Linked DNA regions of Mus musculus: region 1 is linked to region 2. Evidence: chromatin contacts called from public HiChIP or PLAC-seq data. All regions are on one chromosome and are shown on one strand. Each heading gives the region's core, a stretch centred on a gene start, on an enhancer-like site or on the middle of the called end of the contact. The rest is flanking DNA. Distances are from core to core; before and after follow the strand shown. Region 1 overlaps Atp8b4 (ATPase, class I, type 8B, member 4). Region 2 has its middle 130 kb from the start of Dtwd1.

What was found. HiChIP or PLAC-seq counts read pairs in DNA pulled down with a chosen protein or histone mark.
Region 1: a CTCF HiChIP or PLAC-seq map of the NIH/3T3 cell line shows a contact between it and region 2, with 9 read pairs. The contact joins two enhancer-like sites. A contact is called at or near these places in 1 of 15 datasets of contacts at CTCF or cohesin (the NIH/3T3 cell line) and 1 of 484 Hi-C or Micro-C datasets (nephron progenitors).

Annotation. Positions count from the first base shown.
Region 1 is chr2:126,425,741-126,431,722 of GRCm38.p6, forward strand. Atp8b4 (ATPase, class I, type 8B, member 4) reads right to left here. Exons shown (of 28, transcript NM_001080944.3): 8 at 1,617-1,687. Among named protein-coding and RNA genes, the nearest start is that of Atp8b4, 63 kb to the right of the region's middle. Within about 2 kb of position 3,726, at least 18 of the 459 cell types and tissues checked have an H3K27ac peak or open chromatin away from gene starts, as enhancers often do. A contact at or near this core is called in the NIH/3T3 cell line, where this site is marked.
Region 2 is chr2:126,280,123-126,285,772 of GRCm38.p6, forward strand. No RefSeq gene overlaps it. Among named protein-coding and RNA genes, the nearest start is that of Dtwd1, 130 kb to the left of the region's middle. Within about 2 kb of position 4,174, at least 21 of the 459 cell types and tissues checked have an H3K27ac peak or open chromatin away from gene starts, as enhancers often do. A contact at or near this core is called in the NIH/3T3 cell line, where this site is marked.

The sequences.
Region 1 (5,982 bases), core at 2,476-4,975, 150 kb after region 2:
CTCTAGAGAAACCAACCTTGTACTTGCTGCTTAAGCGAGCACTCTACCACTGAGCTAAGTCCCCACTCTCTATACTAACTCTTCTTATGTCAGATCTAACAATTCTTTGAGTAGCCCAAACCTCAAAGTCTTTCTCCCTTTTTTGCCTAAAATGTTTAGTTTCACTTCTTACATATGAATTTAATTTCCTTACTAGCTATAAAGCTATTTTAGTAATTTGTTTCATAGTGAGTGCATGGTCTGTATTTTTTGAGGAATGGTCCATTTCATCTATGTTGTCAAATGTACGTGTGTTCAGCTGATTATAGCAATTTCTCATGATCCAGCTGGCATTTTGGGGGGTATATTGTTGACTCCCCATTTGTTAATGATATCGCTCATCTGTCTCTTCCCTTCCTTCTCTCTGTCTGCCTTGCTTGAGGTTTGCAGATTAATTGATGTTTTCAAAGGATCAACCATGTTCTACTGTTTTACTTGGCCGAGTTTGTGTCAGGTTTGTAGAATTTTGCTCTTGCTTGCATTTAATTTATTTTGCTATTTTCTAGGTTCTCAAGAGAGAGTGGACAATTGATTTGAGGCTAGCTCTCTTTTCAAGTGTATGAATGGTTTCAGTGCTGCTGCTTTTCCTCTTAACACTGCTTTATCTGTGTCTAAACCTGTCCTTCCCAAACCTGGGTTTTACAAGATGAGCTACTCCAGTATCTCCACATGGCAACAACTTGGGAAACACTTGATAAAACTGTGTGCTCTATGTTGCCCAGTTGAGTCCTGCCTTTATTCTTTATCAACTTGAGGAAGTTACCTATCTGTCTGAGCCTTGGCTTCATGGTCTGTATGTAGGTCTCACACAGTACCTACATCAGGACTGCATAACGAATCACCTGAGTTGCACATAAACAGATAAATGGTATCTACACAATGTGAGCTGTGCACATACAGATAGAAGGTGCCTATACAGTGTGAGCTGTGCACATACAGATAGACTGTGCCTATACAGCGTGAGCTGTGCACATACAGATAGACTGTGCCTATACAGTGTGAGCTGTGTGCATACAGGTAGATGGTGCCTATACAGTGTGAGCAGTCAATGGTGTCAGCCAGATAATGGGATCCTCTAAAACAGAACAGCTAAGAGGTTGGTGGCTGGACTCTCAAAGCCAGTGTCAAAGCAGCATCATAGTCATCTCTCTGAGGGGTGTGTGCGCGCGCGCGCGCGCGCGTGTGTGTGTGTGTGTGTGTGTGTGTGTTTGTTGCCTTTTGAAACAGTCTCCATCTTTCTTCTCAGTAGCCTTTACTCCCACTCTCTCATTTTCCTTAGAAAATTAAATTTAAACAAACAAAATCCCCAAAAGGAACATCACCGCAGTGTACTGGTGTAAAATTATTCATGTTCACATACTGAGCCGAGCGTTTCTGAAAGAAAATACGCTGAAGAGACAAGTCAGGGTTTTCCAAATAAATTCAGGAGGAAAATTCAGAATTACTGCCAAGTAAACAACAAAGGACTTTACAACGTAGACTTCTATGTTTTACAAGGAAATGCAGAAGATGCACCTCTGGTCGCTCAGGACGTTTAGGTTAAACAGCCTAAGCAGCCGCTCTGGTTTAGTACTTACCCGTCAAGCTCAGCTGTTTCAACATAACAGAGACCGTGTGGCTCACTGCTCGACAGGAGCAGCAGGTCAGCCTGGTTGAGAAACCAATACAGAGGGACAGGTAAGAATCAGGGTTGTTGAAACCTCTCCTCCATGCATCACCCCTCCTTCATAGCCCTGGCAACACTGAGGAGGGAGGCACCACCTCCCACTCTGTGTGCCCATGCTTTGGGACCATCAGGGTATGAGCAGGTCTCCTGGCAACGTGCAAACTACTAGTGATCTGGGTTGCCAGTTTCGAAAGTCATATATGAATTCTATTTTTCTGGATTTAATAATTTCTTATGAAAAACAGAGATCATTTTCCAATAAATGAGCGAATTAACCCTCCTTGTGTGCTGGTGTCTGAGCCGCTTAAAGCAGGAAAGGAGTCAAGAGGGTGAGAACGCGCGGATAAAACAGAAGGAAAACCAAAGAAAAGAAGAAATGAAAGTAAACAAGAGCAACATGGACGCAAGGCGAAGAGATGAGGAAGCGATGGAAGAGTAAAACACGAGAGAAAGCGGGGCCCACACAGCAATGGGAAAGAGTAAAACACGAGAGAGACAAGAGAAAGTGGGGCCCACTCAAAGAGCGCAGAGGGTGCTCTGGAAAATGACGCTTTAGAAAAGACTTCAACCCAGTTTTGGTTGTGAGCCTAGGCTTTAATGACTGAGCCATCTCCTAGACAGGAAGCCACCAAAATGAACTCTTGCAAGTGGATGGTGACATTGAAGCATAACTCTCCACAGCTGACGGCTGGCGTGAGTGCGGCCGGGAAGGGCTCAGTCCTATTTGAGAGGCAGGTGTCACAGTTTGACCATGCTCCAGTGAGTTCACAGATAACGCAAATTGGGCTTAAGGGGGTTCTATTCATTTTTATTTTTACTTTTTTTATTTTACCTCCCTGAAGGGAGATCATAAGGGTGGAAGGACTGAGAAATGAGTTTGATCAGTGTGCGTGATGTGAAATTTCCAGGGAATCAATAGAAATGTTATATTGGGAAAACAAAACAAAACAAAAAAAGAGCAGTGGTGACCAGTGCTATAAAACCAAGTTTTGAAGGTAATATGTCCCAGTTAGACTCCAAAAAATACTAAAATAAGATCCAAAATTCTGCTACATTTTACTGAATAAAACATCTAAAGATGTCAAAAGGGGGAGGAAGAAAATACATCACAGTTCACTTTTAGAATTCTGGCTGGTTTTGTTTTTTTCTCAAATTAAAATTCTTATTTAAAAATAAATGTAATTCTGGAGGATTCATCTAAAAAGAACTGACCTAAGTTTCAGCAACTTATGAAACTTTAGCCTAACAAACCTCTACGTGTATCTGAAAGGTTGACAGTCCAAGTCTCTAAAATCTTTTATTTAGAAAGACATTATAATGGCTTTATCTTCAAGTCTTAGATTTTAAGTTCAAAATCAACCCACTCAGTTAATTGTCTGGGTTGTTTAAATTATCAAAAACGGGGGGCGGGGGGGACAATGAGAGTTGTTTAAATGAAGGCTCCATGATAGCTCCCAGAGGAACAAACGCCCCTGCATCCTGGTGACTCTCTCAGCTCTGAAGGAATCACCACAGAAGCCAGTCAAGGCAGAAACTGCTTTGTGAGCCCCTCGGTGTGTTCCATGCAAACCCCCTCAGAGAATATGTCCATCTGGGGCCCACTCTTACACTAACGCTCACCTAATCCTGACCCAAAAAAAAAAAAAGAATCTGTGCTGGGGGGTAGATTCGCCTTGATCTCCGGTCATATGTTCCAGTTTCACCATGTCCTGGCAGACGGCATGCTAGCGGTAAAGGTGAATGCCCTTTGGAGCTACGGCTATCATCTTAAGGATAGAAAGATAACTTTAAACACAAGCTAAAATTCCTTATTGTAATAATGCATAATTAGAACTCTTTATGGTGCATGGATAAAGATGCCTGTTGGTATCTGGTGTAGCTTTTCCTCAGAGCTCTGTGTAGATGGTAATGCAATGTCACTGTTCAATATTGAATCTGGCTGTGTTTAATGCTTCCTCTGCAGTAAACCAGGGGCAGAGCCACCTCAACCTCAGACAAGCGACTAAGGTTCCACTGCCACCTAGTGGCTAAGGTCTCTTAACCAGCACTCACCCAACTTAGACTGGAACACGGGAGTACCTTAACCCTCCTGTCTAACTTTCCCTACTCTGTCTCCCTGGAAACCTACCCTCCTACCTCTTCCTAAACCCTCTCATGTCACCTTTGATATCGCTGACCATTCCTCTCCTCACTCACACCCTCTTCTCTTCCCTACTGCTAACATCTTCCTTGGAGGCTTTTTTTAGTTATCATTAAAGAGTGTGTGTGGGAGAACAAGATTGATGGTGTCCATCCAGCAGAGTAAGTTGTGAAAGGCATCTAGCACACAGTTAGAGTTAGACTTTCTAAGGCACTCTGCAATAATCCTGAAAGGGAACGGGCAAAGAATTATAGCAATAGCCTTGCTAGTCCTTGGTCAAGCTTTTGTCAGAGGTGGTGGGCTAGTAGTGTGAGCAAACTACCGAGAGGCCATAGCAGAGACATACAACAGGGAGAGAAAGTGTGATTGTCCAGATGCCTAGCTGGACCAGGCCAACGCCACCTTCCATTATCCCCTAGTCTTTTCTTTTATCAGTTATTGGTGGAAGGATTCAGCTATGACTCCACATAGGAAGCAGCATGCAGCATGCTCCAACACAAACACCTTTCCCCCAGCCTTCCTGGGCAAGAGAAAAACCCGAGCAGATACCCAGTGGAAGCTTAAAGGCAGTATTCCCATCCGAAGAAACTTGAGAATAATCTACTGGATATCTTTGAGGCCTCAGAGCCAAATACATTGTCTCCAGGGTTCATTGGGTGTAAATGTTCGTTAAGTTAAAGAAGAAAAGAAAACACTGAGGAATAGTATCAATCCACAGCCATGAAATTTCTTAAGAACTTATAAAAAACACTCTCATAACTTAATCAATTCATTGCCTATGCAAATCTGTGAGGGAAAAGGGAAAGGGACTCCCCTATATCCAGCAGAGGCCATCAGAGGTCATGGTGAGTGTCAACAACCCACTTGAAGAGCCTGAGACTAGAGTGTTGGCATCATCCTTGAAAATGCTCCAGGATTAAGTTGTGGGACTAGAAAAATGCCACCGCCCTGATCAAGACTAGTACTCTGCTGTGGTGGCCCCTGGGTTCTAGGATGACATCTGTGAGAAACAGAAATGTTTCTCAGACATGCTTTGCTCGGTATGTCTGTTTTGTCTGCTGCTGTTCAGAACATCCAGGTGTGTGAGTGCTGGGATACCAGAGCCATAACAGAGGGAAAGATGCATTTGTGGGGCGATTGTGAGCATCGCTTTGGGAGCTCCCAGGACTTTCTAGACTGCAGAGCTCTTCGTCTTGGCTGTCATGCACATTATCCTTACTCTCAGAACAACATACCAATTCTAAAAACTAGTGTATCATGGGTCAAAGCTCACAATGAAGTCATAAGTGAAAGGGGGTGTGATTACAGATAACATACTAACTCAAACTTTAAAATTTCAGACCAAGCAAGGGTATGTTGAAAAATCATTCACTAAGCACTGGTTATATCATTTTGTTTTGCTTGGCTTTTGTGATCAAATTTTTCAATTAAAAAAATGATTGAAAATAAAACAAGAGTCTAAGAACAGTGCCTAGGAATTCTGGCATTGCAACCATGAGGACCTGAGTTCAGATCTCTAGCAGCCATGAATCCAGGTCGGACCAAGTACCCTGTAGTCCCAATGCTGCAGACCACTGAGACGTGCACACCAGCAGCCTCGCTGAACGACGGCAGGCTCGGGTCCAGTGAAAGACCGTGTCTCAAGGGAAGAAAGAGAAGAATAGAAGAGGACACTTGGTGTCTCCTCCGTGTCTCCAGCGCATCCACCAGCATAGCCAAGCACACCTGCATTCATATGTGTGCACACACACATGCATACACACACACACACACAGGAAAAAAAAACTTGTTTATAAAAGAATGAGAAAAGGGTGGTTGGTAACAGAGAACTCTAATGTGTTTCCAGCAAGCTTGTGAGGTTCTCCTAATGCATGCTGACCTCATTGTGACATGAATTACAACATTTGGAGGTCTAGAATTCAGCTCCAAATTCTGTGCTCTTGAATTAACAGAAGCGGGGGAAGGAGTTAGAGGGGGAAGATGGAAGGGAGGGAGGAAGGGTGAGACAAGGAGGTGTGTTAGTTCTTGTCCAGAATTTACTGATAAACAGGTATAAATGGATTGAAAGTTCTAACTTTGAACAGATAGAGATGCACTAAAACGAAGACACAACAAATCGTTTGATTTCCAATTGCCA
Region 2 (5,650 bases), core at 2,924-5,423:
ACGAGGTGGGACTCGAACTCACAATATCGGAACCCTAAAACCAAGGCACGAGGTGGGACTCGAAATTAATGAATTTTAAATACTTATGTACTATTTAAAAAAAACTCTAAGAACATACTTAATAACATTTTACACTCCATTCAAATGGATCAAGGGCATGGAATTAATACCTTAACCATGTAGAGTCTGGTTGAGGAGAAAGTAGGGAAATACACAGTGGAATTTGTAGGCATAAGAAAAGATTTTCTACACAACTCTAGGTGCACGGACATTAAAACCAAAAATTGAAAAATGGGACTGCTTGAAACTAAGAAGTTCCTGTACAGCATAGGGTATCATCACTCAAGTAAAGAGACAGCATACAAAAGGGTTAAAACTCTTTACCAGTTATAAATCTGACAGAGCGTCAGTATCTAGAATATAAAAAGAACCAAAAAGAAAAAAAAGAAACAAAAAAACCCTTAAACATCATTAAAACAAACAGTAAAATTTAAAATGTGCATAGTCCTTCCTGAGGACCTCTTTCCTTGTACCAGAAGGTACCATGTAAGCTTCCAGAGGAGGAAGGCACCCAAGAGTCCTGTTCAGTGGTGATACCTATGAATCACATCAATGGCCAGCATGGCACAATAACCCTAAGGATGCAGTGATGGCACACACACCTTGTCAGTACCCAACAGTTTCCTAGTTGAACTACAGACCTGCTCAATATGATGGAAAGCACGCCTGGTGCTGAAAATGGGCTAACTACTCAGTGCTAGTGAAGCCATAGTTAATGGTGGAGAATCTGCAACCACTAATATACTAATCCATTATTATCCCCTAACAACAATCTGTTAACATGTGTCCTTATAACTCACAGACGAGTATAGTCTTTATCTTTCATTAAAGAAACTTCTCTTTGCACCAGAGAGAGATCACTACAGAAAGCCACAACCACTCAAATTGATTGGTGTGGAGCCCAGTCCCAAATAAATACATCTACACAGCATTCCTGAATTTAAGGCTAAGGGTACATTGCAGAAGAAAGGATGGAAAGATTGTAAAGGGTTAGGGAGTTTGCTCTGAGATTGTGTCTCCTAGTAACACCAGAAGTTGTACCTGTAAAGTCACCAGCATGATGCCCAAACATGAGGGGCTCAATGACGACATCTTTTAACATGCTAAACTGGATGAAGCAAATCCCACAAGGCTTCAACCCTTCAAAAGAACTATATGCAACCCTATGAAAGAATTTAAAAGAGGAAGGCTAGGATCAGGAGAGGTGGCCTTCCCCAGGGAATAACACTCTGGTCCAGTACCAAAGAATCAGCTCTGAAAACATACATTTAAGTAACATTATTTGGACCAAATGGGTTAGCTTTATATTCATATATTAATAGTATATATTAATATGAATATGTTATATATTATATAATTATATTATGCATATACATACATGCATTAAATAACAGTGAGAAAAGAGGCCATGAATTCAAAGGAGAGTGGGGAGCGCTAAACAGAGGAATTTGGAGGGAGGAAGGAGGAAAGAAATGATGTAATTATATTATAATCTCAAAAATAAAATAAAAAAAATGGAGAGGTGAGGTGATTAGAGATGAGAAAAAGAAGAAAGAAATTCTTAATGGACTGGGTCTCAGACACAGATGAATTTTATCAAAGGGCTTGGAGACTGCATTTGAAACTATGTTTTCCAATTTCTTCCAATAACCTTCAATAGAATGCCTTTCTAATTCAGATTGTTTCTTCCAGAGGGTGGGGTTGTTAAATGGACTTCCTTCTGGCAGCTCTTCCCCAGGGTCGCCCTCCATATACACACACCTAGGGTACCCAGCATCAGCATCCCACAGCCTACTTGCTCACCATCAGCATCCCACAGCCCACTCACTCACCATCAGCATCCCACAGCCCGCTCACCATCAGCATCCCACAGCCCACTCACTCACCATCAGCATCCTACAGCCCACTCACTCACCATCAGCATCCCACAGCCTGCTCACCATCAGCATCCTACAGTCCACTCACACTAAGCCAGGAGAGCACATTTCTGTGCATCTGTTTCCATATGTGTTTAGCTCTCTCACACTGGGAACTTAAAATTTGCCAGATGGGAGAATTCATACCATAGAGGGCAAATGATTCAAATCAAGGTTTGCTCCCTTCCCCTGCCTCCAAGAACTGGTTTTCTAGCATACTGCTGCATAAAAAAGACCCTCCCAAACAAAAAACCAAAAATGGTAAAAGAATATCCCTTGAAGCTTGTAGGATTTTTTTTGACTCTTACCATTTAAACCAAATGCTTCTAAAACAATAGAAAGCCAACTCCTTGGTACTTTCAAATGGTAGGTCCACTGTTGTTGCTATAGTTAATGCACTGTGCTGGATGGAATATGTCACCAAAATATTCTAACTAAGAGGTCACAGCATCAACTCTGACAGTCCAATCTTCTTCAAAGACAAAAAGTCGTGTTTGCTCCAGGGCCACACTGCATAGAAAGACTGCAGCACCTGTTCTGCGAACACATGCAGGAGGGAAGACAGGAACAGGGAAGGGAACACTGTTTCATCCAAACCCATCCCCTGTGGTTGTAGTGACAAGTGTTATAAGAATAGAAGAACATCATTACCTTACTATGTGCAATGTGGCACATTTCTATGGCTTAAATATTACTTTTATTATAGCAATATAGCACTCCTATCTAAGAGTCTGGACACCTGTCAAATACTTTAAAATGGGTTTATCATCCTTGGTTTGCCATAAATGCCTTTGAAAACAATAAACTCTTTAATGAGAAAAATACACAAGATTAAAGCCTGCACCCAACTTTCATCAACTTCAAATTAAGATGCCCTTCTTGCAGATAACACCCTATGCTCAGCATTTGAAATTTCCTAGGCATGGGTACTATTCAGGGAACTTTTATTCTGAAATTACCTCAGGAATCCATAACACATTTTGTGTATATTCTTAGTAGCAGCATCTTCGTCCTCAGGGTAGAATAAACTTGGGGAAAAGGACAGCCCATCGCTAAAGATCATTTGGCACTAAAGCTAATGAACACAGTAGGCAATGAAATTGGGCATTGCCTTTTTTGGTAAAAAAAAACAAGTAGAGAGTAGAGGAACAGGGCCCATTTTCTTTCTGACTCATGGGTTGGCTCTGCAGGCAGTTCTAAAAGAGGATTGTTGGAAAGGATTTGGACAGTGTGGCAGTATCATAACTAGTGGCATCTCCTATTCAGTCATATAACAAATATTTATGAGGCAATGAATAGGGAGAAATTGCCCGTTTCCTTTTAGCTGTGTGTATTTGTGATGTCCAGGACATACTTCATGACCATACCTTACAGATAGTTTTTAATCAGGCAACAGATTCTCTCCTTCATGCCTCCTTCAGTCACTGGCCTCTCCCAATATAGCTTTCTCTCTCACACACACATTTTCCATTAAATGCACATCTCACTATAAACATTATGATTTAGCCATATGTGACCTTTAACATTCAATAGATAGATAGATAGATAGATAGATAGATAGATAGATAGATAGATAGATAGATGATAGATAGACAAATAGAGATAGGTATATGATATATATGATTAATATATATCAATCATATAATATATTTCTACCTCTCTAGCTCTATCACTATATACATATATACATGTATATATATATATATATATATATATATATATATATATATACATATATACATGTATATATATATATATATATATATATATATATATATATATATATATATATAGCTTAGAATGACTGCCAGTATAGACTTAGCAGGTCAGTTTTCTTAACTGGGTTGTTGCTTGGTTTTCCTCTCTTTCGTGGTGCTAAGGATCACATGCAGGTCCCGTGCATGCCAGGCAAGCACTCAACCACTGAGTACATCCCCGCTGAGCCCAGGTCTCCTGACTGAAGCTCAGGCTGCCTTCAAGGTTACCCTCTTCACATTTCTACCTCTGAGAGTTAAGATATGAACTGGAACTAGCAGGCTTTTGCCAGCAGAGCTAGCTACACCTAACCACACATGGAAATCATTTTCCACCTTCCGGGGCAAATTGCAAAACCACTGGAATGAAGCAGATGAGGACTGAGGTAGATCAGAAGAGTCAGCCCTAGACACAGGCCAGGCCGTGACGTGCACAGTCATCAGAAAAGTCAGCCCTAGACAAGGGCCGTGACGTGCACAGTCACCAGGAGGAGGCGGTCCCTTTAATCACACAGCTGTAGCAAGGAAAGTGATTTGGTGTGACAATCAGCCAGTTTGTTTTGCTAAAGAAAAGCATGGGACAGAAAAAAAAATGGTAGTAAGGCAGATAGGTTATGACTGCAAGTGGTGGTGGTAGCCAAAGGCTCTACCATTAGGGAGAAGAGGGGGAAGGAAGGAAGGAAGGAAGGAAGGAAGGAAGGAAGGAAGGAAGGAAGGAAGGAAGGAAGGAAGGAGAAATGGAGGGGGGAGGGAAGAGAAGGAGAGGAAAGGAGAGGGAAGGGAAGGTAAAGGAGAGGGAAGGAAGGGAACGGAAGGGAAGGGAAGGTAAGGTAAGGTAAGGTAAGGGAAGGGAAGGGAAGGAAGACTGCTTGCCCAGAAAGACACAATGAATTTTACACCCTCCCCGAAAGTTTCCAATGAACTTGGAATAATAAAGTTTATGAAACCAAACCCACACTACAGATCATTTGAATCCAACATCCTGGGCATGGACTCCATATTTCACTTTGGGTCACTAAGTTTCTAGTGTCTAGCTAGAGTTGAGAGCTAATGATGGCCTCTCATTTCGTGTTAAAGAAGAAGAAATGAAACTTGAGTATTTTATACTGACAACCTGAGAACCAGGCAAAGAAGAGGAGACCAGCAGATAAACAGTGATGGCATAGACATGGGTTGGGTCAAAGAGTTTAGATTGGGTGAACTGGCCATGGCAGAAGTAGATTCTTTAAGTAGTCAAGTTATTTGGCTTCAAGGCATCTCTGAGAGAACCATGCCTACATGTGGACAGGATATGAAGACAATTTTGGCACCATCAGCTGGTAACTCAATCTCTATGAGCCTCAGTATTTTCATCTGTAAAATGGGAATACCAATCACACCTGTCTTGCCAGATGCACATATTCTAGCCAGAGCAGAAAACTAACAAGCAGAAAGTCCTTCTAAGTCATAGTTCCTTAAATAGAATTTCATAACTAAATGTGGAAATCAAGAAAAGTTTGGCTGTGGTAAATGGCTTCTGGATATGCAGCAACCAAAAACTAATTCAAAATCCAATATATAACAGGTTTAAACACTAACCCTTGTTGCATGCATAACTTCACAGTGAGCACTCTACCCTACCTGGCCCTAGCTCCACACAGTACCAACAGTCATTATGGGAAACACACAACCCTCGCTGCAATATGCTGTGTCTTATAGATTTACTGCTTTTGATGTGTGTACAATGCCCTCTGCTCTTACAAGAAGAGAAAAAAAAACCAGCTCAATTCTGGAAAACAAAGACCCGATAATTTTCCTATTCCCATCCTTCAAAATGTATTAAGTTAGTTTTTGTTTGGATTGTACTGTGTTAGAATGGTTGATCTTAAAAACTGCTGTCTGGAAGCCAGCGAGATGGCCAGTGGGTAGAAGTTCTGCTAC